2 separate regions of the Mus musculus genome follow, and region 2 is linked to region 1. A link is a contact called in public Hi-C data. All regions are on one chromosome and are shown on one strand. Each heading gives the region's core, a stretch centred on a gene start, on an enhancer-like site or on the middle of the called end of the contact. The rest is flanking DNA. Distances are from core to core; before and after follow the strand shown.

What was found. A called contact is a pair of places that touch in the nucleus more often than the background predicts.
Region 2: a Hi-C map of muscle stem cells shows a contact between it and region 1, with 2.3 times the contacts expected there. The contact joins the promoter of Lmln here to the enhancer-like site in region 1. A contact is called at or near these places in 1 of 39 promoter capture datasets (macrophages), 1 of 484 Hi-C or Micro-C datasets (muscle stem cells), 1 of 115 datasets of contacts at active chromatin or transcription factors (embryonic stem cells) and 3 of 9 other capture datasets (adipose tissue, liver and pancreatic islet).

The regions. Positions count from the first base shown.
Region 1 is chr16:32,932,715-32,936,579 of GRCm38.p6, forward strand. The region is part of intron 1 of Lrch3 (leucine-rich repeats and calponin homology (CH) domain containing 3); the gene reads left to right. Among named protein-coding and RNA genes, the nearest start is that of Lrch3, 21 kb to the left of the region's middle. Within about 2 kb of position 1,892, at least 54 of the 459 cell types and tissues checked have an H3K27ac peak or open chromatin away from gene starts, as enhancers often do. A contact at or near this core is called in adipose tissue and muscle stem cells, where this site is marked.
Region 2 is chr16:33,060,964-33,064,759 of GRCm38.p6, forward strand. It overlaps Lmln (leishmanolysin-like (metallopeptidase M8 family)), which reads left to right and starts at 1,558. Exons shown (of 17, transcript NM_172823.2): 1 at 1,558-1,771. The coding sequence starts at 1,586.

The sequences.
Region 1 (3,865 bases), core at 642-3,141:
GAAGAAAGATGAAGTAATGATAGGATCTGTGTTAGTCAAGGTTCTCTAGAGGAAGAGGACCAGTTGAATGCATATGTAATTATACAGGGGATTCATTACACTGGCTTACACAATTAGAGGTTGGAGACTCCACCGTGGCCATCTGCAATCTTGAGAGCAAGGGAAAGCAGTAGTTACTCAGTTTTAAGAAGCTGGAAGCTCCCTGAGGAGTCACTGGTATGAATTCAGTTCAAAGGCTAAAGAAGCTGGAGTCTGATGTCCCCTCTCAAAGCAATGGCGGCAGCAGAAGTTTGTACCCACTCAAGAAAAATTGAACTGGCCTACCAAAGTGACTTCCTCTGTCTTATATGTTCTTCCCAAGCTCCCATGCCATTGGACAAGGCATTTGACCTTAGTTGGTCTCTTCCTATAATTTGCTGTCTCGAGTGCAAATAGCCTGACAGATAACACTTTGATGTTAGCAGGTTTTCTAGTTATCTCTCAATCTGGTCAAGCTGACCATCACAGTATCTTATTGGATAGTATCCCTTACACAGTCCCTGGTTTTGTCTAGCATTATGGAGGTACATAGTTGGTTTTTGGCATCATCATGTTCATTACTATTGAAACTGGGTCTCATGTAGTTTAGATTAACCTCAAACTCTTGATTCTCATACCTCTGTCTCTTGGGTATTGGAGCTTCATGCACGCATCACCATTCCCTATACTTATTGATAGTTTTTAAGCAGGGTCTCATTGTGTGTCCCATACTGGCATGACACTTGCCGTGTAGCCCAGACTGACCTGGAACTCATGATTTTCCTGTCTTGCTTTCCCAGTGCTGGAATTACAAAGCTTAAACTACAGCTTTGACTATATATTTGAAAAATCATGTATAGAATAGTGATTTGTATACAAGAATTAGAATATTTTTGTTTTGACTTTGAGTTCAAAGAGTTTAAGTTCGACTTTCAGTAACATTAACCTCAAGTAGCCTTCTCCTCTGTGCAGCGTCTGCTTGATAAAGAGGTTTTATACTTGGAGATTACAGCCTTACGGAATAGAGTAACAAAGATGCCATTATTTTTATGTGCTTGGTACTTTCTTCTTTCTTTCAGTTTGTGTTTTTTGAAATAGAGTCTGGTGTGTGTCCTGAAACTCACTGTGGAATCCAGGTGGACCTCAAACTTGTAGCCATCCTCCTGCCTCTGCCTCCTACCTTTTCTTTCTTTTTATATTGCTAGAATCCAAGTTCTAGTATATGCTAGGCACTTGTTCTTCTACTGAGCTATTGCTGCTAAGTGGTATTGTTCTCCCAGAGTGCTTTGTTGAAGGTATTTTTTCTTTTTCTCTTTCTTTTTCTCTGTCTTTCCTTTTGTTGTTGTTTGTTTGGTTGGTTGGTTGGTTGTTTGGTTGTTTGGTTGGTTGGTTTTGGTTTTTTCGAGACAGGGTTTCTCTGTGTACCTTGGCTGTCCTGGAACTCACTCTGTAGACTAGGCTGGCCTCGAACTCAGAAATCCACCTGCCTCTGCCTCCCAAGTGCTGGGATTAAAGGCGTGCACCACCACTGCCTGGTGACATTTATTTTTCTTATTAATAATTTAATTGCCTCCTAAATGATATTTTTTATTTTACCTTGTTTTTTTTTTTTGAGGAAATGAGGATAAAGTAAGTGTGTGTGTGTGTGTGTGTGTGTGTGTAAGATCAGTTTTCTTCTTCTACCATGTCGGTCCTGGGGATTGAACTCAGGTCCTCCAGCCTCGTGGTACGTGCTTTTACCCACTCTCATCTCTCTGGCCCTGAGGATTCTCTCTTTAAAGTTGTAGGGAAATTCTTTCTTTTGGTTATTTTTAGGCTTCCTACCAGTTGAAGTATCTAGTTTCATAATTTCATGCTTGCAGTTTAGATTATTGTCACTGTGGGCATGTGCTCACACACTCAGTTCATAGGTCACCTGCTTTGGGACATTATGAGTCTGTGTTCATTCACTCAGAAAATCAACCATGCTTGAAAACAGCCTTCTTTCTTTTTCACAGCTGTACTTTCCACGAATCCTGTGAGTGGGGTGCTGAGAAATGTATGTGGGCGGATAAAATTTTGGTGCATGTTTATAAAACTAGGCTATGAAAAAATGTTATAAGGAAATTTATGTAGAGAAATGAAAAATTAGACACAGAACTACAACTAAATTTATCTCAGAGAACTGTCCTGGGCTCTTAGTTTGGGTGACATAGACTGAAAGTCTGTATTAGAAGAATATCTGTGACACCAAGGACAGGGATTTATAACAAAAGAAACTCTGAAAAGATAGCAGTATGACAGCAAAACAAGAAACAAGTCCCCAAACCTTCTAACTGATATTAAAACAGTGTCTCCTATAGCCCAGCCTGGCTTCCAACCTGATGTGTAGTTTGTGTATTTCTCTCAACTTCTGATCCTCTTGCCTTTGCCTCCAGAGTGTATGGGATTTGAACATGCATGCAAGGCAAACACTGTACTATCTGGGCTGCACCCCAGCCCTGCCTGTTGTTGAGACAGCTTCGTGTGGCTTAGGCTGGCCTCTAGTTTGCTACTTCTTGGAAGATGACCTTGAACTCCATCCTCCTGCCTCCACCTCCTGAGTGCTGAGATCACTGGTATGTGCTACCATTCCTGGCTTTTAAAGGTAGAGCCAAGAGAAAATAAATTCTGGTTGTTGAAACCACAGCCCTGGCAAGCTGATACACTCTGGAGTCTGTCTTTCTGTTTTACTGTTTGTTCTTGTAGTGCTTTCTCTCTGTCTAGAGCACTGCTTTTAGTTATCCTTTTAGATTAGCTCTGCTGACCACAAGTTCTCTTAGCTTGTCTTGTCTGAAGACCTCTTGGTTTCTCTCTTCCATTCCTGAAGGGTGTTTTTCTAGATACAATTCTGGGTGAGTATTGTTTTCTTTCCGCATCTTAAAAGATGCTCTACTTTCTCTGTTCACTGTGGTTCATAGTGTGGTATTTACTGTCATTTTTGTTCTTTCTCATTGTTTTCAAGATTTTTTTTCTTTATCTTCAGCTTTCAGAAGTCCAGATATGACATATGTTCTTTTTTGGAGGGGATACAGGAATTCTCTATGTATCAGCCCAGGCTGTCCTGAAACTTACTCTAGGCTGGCCTCAAATTCACAGAGCTCCGCCTGCCTCTGCCTCTGCCTCCTGAGTACTGGGATTAAAGGCGTGGCCACCACGCCCGCACAGCTTGATATGACATATCTTAATATCATTTTTCTTCTTTTTAAAATGGGTGCTTTGGTTAGTGTGTCTCATCTCTACATTTATTACTTCCAATAAGGATTTTCTAGGCCTACCCTCCCTTCCTCACAGAACCCTAAGGACGTGCAAGGACTCAGTGTCAGAGCTCTCTCTCTCTTTTCCCCATTTTCTGTCATTCTAAATGGAGAATTTCTAGTGTTCTGCATTTCATTTCATTTCATTTCATTTCATTGCCTGTTGTAAAGATTTATTTTTAATTGTGTGTATCTGTCTGTCTGTCTGTCTGTGCACAGGAGTGCAGGTTCCCTTTGAGGCTGGAAGCCTGCAAACCCTCTGGAGCTGGAGTTCCAGGTCGTTCGTTGTGAACCGCTTGTCTTGGCTGCTGGGAACTGACCCTAGGTCCTCTCCTAGAGCAGCAAGCACTCTAACCACTAAGCCACCCCTCTGACCCTACCTCTTCTCTACCCTCCATCTGGTGTTGACCCTTCCATTCAGGGTGCTTGTTTTCAGTTGCTTTAGTTTTCAACTGTAGTTTCCATTTGTTTTTAATCTCATTTCTTTTGGATGGTTTCCATTGCTCTGGTAGGCTTTCTGTTTTCCGTGTGTTCAGGGAGTTTCTGATGGTTCATTCAAGCATTTTCACAAT
Region 2 (3,796 bases), core at 308-2,807, 130 kb after region 1:
CCTGGTCTATAGTGAGGTACCCCCACACCCCAAAAAATGGTTGAGTCCTTTCCACCAAGATGATGGTACTGCAACTATTGCGGGGAAAACTGCATCAGAGGGCACAAGGCAGTTCCCAGAAAGGTTGGTTAGTTCAAAGCGAAGTTGGCATTGCAAGTTGTACTTTTGGAAAAGTGTTCCTTGCTGGGTTGTGAGTGGTCTCCAAAGGAGTAATAAAGAGCAACTAGGTTAGCTCACTAGATTCCTATGTACTTAATATTGGAAACTACTTTTTAGGGGTGTCAGTCTTGGATTTATTATAATCTAAATTGTTTTCCCCAAAAGCTACTTGTGTGTCAGTTATGTGGTCAGCAGTGACCACTGGAAAGGTTAGGTGTCTGAAAGGAGCGGCACAGGGGTCTTAGGTACTCCGCTGGGATTTTTTTTTTTTTTTTCTTCGAGACAGGGTTTCTCTGTATAGCCCTGGCTGTCCTGGAACTCACTCTGTAGACCAGGCTGGCCTTGAACTCAGAAATCCACCTACCTCAGCCTCCCGAGTGCTGAGATTAAAGGCGTGCGCCACCACGCCCGGCGGGATTTTTTTTTTTAAAAGATTTATATGTAAGTACACTGCCACGCCCGGCGGGATTTTTTTTTTTTAAAAGATTTATATGTAAGTACACTGTAGTCTTTAGATACAGAAGAGGGTGTCAGATCTATCTTGACAAATCACCATAAACTGAGGTGGGGTTTGCAATTTTGAGAACTGAAATTGAATGGACAATAAGTGCTGCTTTAAACAATTTCTAGAATTCCATCTTTAAAGTAGTTAGGAAGCCCAGCAGTGGTGACACGCCTTTAATCCCAGCAATTGGGAGGCAGAGGCAGGCAAATTTCTGAGTTCGAGACCAACCTGGTCTACAAGAGTGAGTTCCAGGACAGCCAGGGATACACAGAGAAACCCAGTAACAACAACAAAAAAGAGGCGGGATGGGCTTTGGAAGCTGAATAGTTATGTTTACAAAGTTGAGCCAATGTTGGGAATTAAGTATTTGCGGTAAGCAGAGAAAGGTTGAGACTCCTTTAAGGTATAAGGAATGACTTACACATGCTATGGCAAGTGACCTTTGCGCAGACTTCAACCTTGTAGCTCGGGGCTCTCTAACTTTCCCTGTGTAGTGGGTAGACAAGCTGTCACATATGTACCATAACCCTAGTTGGCTGTCCAAATAGCTTTGGTAGTTACGTGATGGTGCTGGAGTGGACTGAAGGGTCTGGTTCACAGGACCAGCTGTGGGCCGAGCGCTTAGCTGCTACGGAATGAAGTGGCAGCAGCAGCTTCTGAATGCGCCGCTCCGCACGCCCGACCGCTTTGCACTAATCCCCGCTAGCCCAGGGTTCCCACAGCTCAGTTCACGTGGGCTGCCCCGCGGCGCTCATTGGCCAGCTCCGCGCGTCGCCGCGGTCGCCGCTGCCCTCGTCCTCCGCCGGACCCGGCGTAATGCCGGCCAATGGCGAGGCGGCTTACGGCCCGCCACCTGTCCGCGGCGAGGGCGGGCGGCGGCGAGGAGGCGTCGCACTCCATGGTAACGACGCCGGCCCGAAGATGGCGGCCGCTGGGTCTGGAGGAGCGGGCGGCCCGGGACCAGGGCCGCGAGGCCGCTGGGGCGGCTGCCTGTGGGTGCGAGGCGTCCTGCTTGTGCTGGGCGGGCTCCCGGCCGGTGCCGGAGCTGCTCCCGTCTCCCTGGGCACTTCGCCTCCGTGTCGCCATCACGTCCTTTCGGACACTGAGGTAGGGCGAAGCGGGGCGCGAACGGGCCGGGCGAGGGAGTGGCTGGAGTAACGTGGAGGGTGTGGCGTCCCGGATGGCGGACTGCAGGTGCTCTGCAGGAGAAAGCCCTCGCCCGACCCGCAGGACCCGCCGGACCCGCGGGACCCGCCGTCAGCCCCTGCTGCCTGCAGAGCAGCTGAGTTAGGCACTTGTCCCCTCCCGTTCCGCTTAGCCAGTAGTACCACAAACTTGGACGAGCATCAGAATAATCGAAGCGCTTGTTAGAACAGATTGCCGCCCCGCTCCCCCCACTTTCTGACTCAGGAGCTCTGGCATGCATCCCCACAATTCGGATTCCTAGATACTGATGCTGCTTACTTAAGCACCACACCGAGAACCTCTTATCCGAAGACTTGAGAAACAGTTGAAGGGAGAACCAGACAGAGCTGTTGGTAGGAAGGCTACTACTGAGAAAACTCAGGAGACCAAAGTTCAGGATTCGTTTTCTAGTTAGTTATGGCTTTGCTGCCTTTATCCCATCCCCTCTGCTCTGTAAAGTCTGCACCTCCTTTCACCTCAACTCTCTCTCAGTCTTTATAAATTCTTGTAGTCTCGGTTCACTCAGATCTGCCTACCAAAACCTCCCCAGTAGAGCGTTCTTCCCATTTCGTCTGGAGGCCTTATCTGTATTCTGGCATTGAACCAGGTTCTCTTCTGTGCTACGCGTAGCTTTCAGCCTTGCCTTGCAGTGTTCAGACTGGCCTTGAACTTACTGTGTAGCTCAGGCTGGCCTGGAATTTGAGATCCTTCTGCCTCAGTTTCCAGAGTGCTGGGGTTGTAGAAGTATGATATCACTTCTGGCTCTGCTCATCGTTTATCCTCTCCAGTGAGCTTTTTGTTTTGTTGGTGTTCTTTTAACACACACACACACACACACCCCTCCCCCTCGTTTGGTTCTTTCTGTTATTGCTAGCCTTCCTCGACACCTTATTATACGCTCATTTCCCTGTAAGCCCAGTGAGCACATGACAGTCGCATTAAGGGAGTTGCTTCAATTCAGGGCTGAAGAGGTGGTTTCTGCTCCCTGCTCTCTTCCCTCAGCACACATCACATTCTTCTGCTGGGTCTCGTAACTGTTAAGTTTTCATTAGGTAGTGGCCACTGTGAGCCTCCCCCTCGCAGTCTTTCTCCCCGTTACCTTGTGCTACTGTAAGGTCTGAACATGTGTTCTCATTAAGCCCGTAATGCTCTGTGTTCTGCCTCCTGCACAAAACCCCTGGGAAAAGGGGGCCTTACAAGTCAGAGGCACCGTTCCTGTATTTCAAAAGCAGACCTTGCAAGCTGTGTCTTTTCTCCTCTAGTGCCTTCAACTAGTATTCTTTAGTCGTTTTGTTTTCTGAATCAGGGTCTCCTGAGGCCCGGGCTGGCATGGAACTCACTCTGTAGCCTCTACTTGCCTTCATTTCCCAAGTCTTGGTATTATAGGGGTGGATTACCACATTTGGCTTCAAGTGGAACTGGTTTTAAATAGTTCTTCCAAATTTGACAATATATATTATCTATATGACGCTGCCATTCCATTCCTAGAAGCTAGCAGTTCCACTTTTGTATGCTAGTGCTGAGTTTGGTGCTCTGGATTCTGCAGTCTGTATGTGGTCTAGTGCGTATGTAAGTCAGAGAGGGAATAAGCTATGTTTCTCTTAACTTTTCTCAAATAGCCCCTTTTCCACAACATCTCTCCTTAACCTGTTCCTCTAAAGTTGACTTTCGTGCCTTCTGTTTGTGACCTTGAATCAGTTTATTAGGAATTACCGGACTCAGCCGTCTTCATTACCTCAAGGCAATGTAGATGTCATACATGTATCCAAGTACCTGCCACGGTGCCTTGCATATGAAGACACCCAATATACGCTCAACTTAATGAATGCATCGTGGGGCTGTAGTCCACTGATAGAACGTATGACCCCAAAGCCCCGGGTTAGCCTCCAGCATTGTAAAGTAACAGCAGCAGCTGAGCACAACCAAAGCCACAGGGCACTGTCGCCT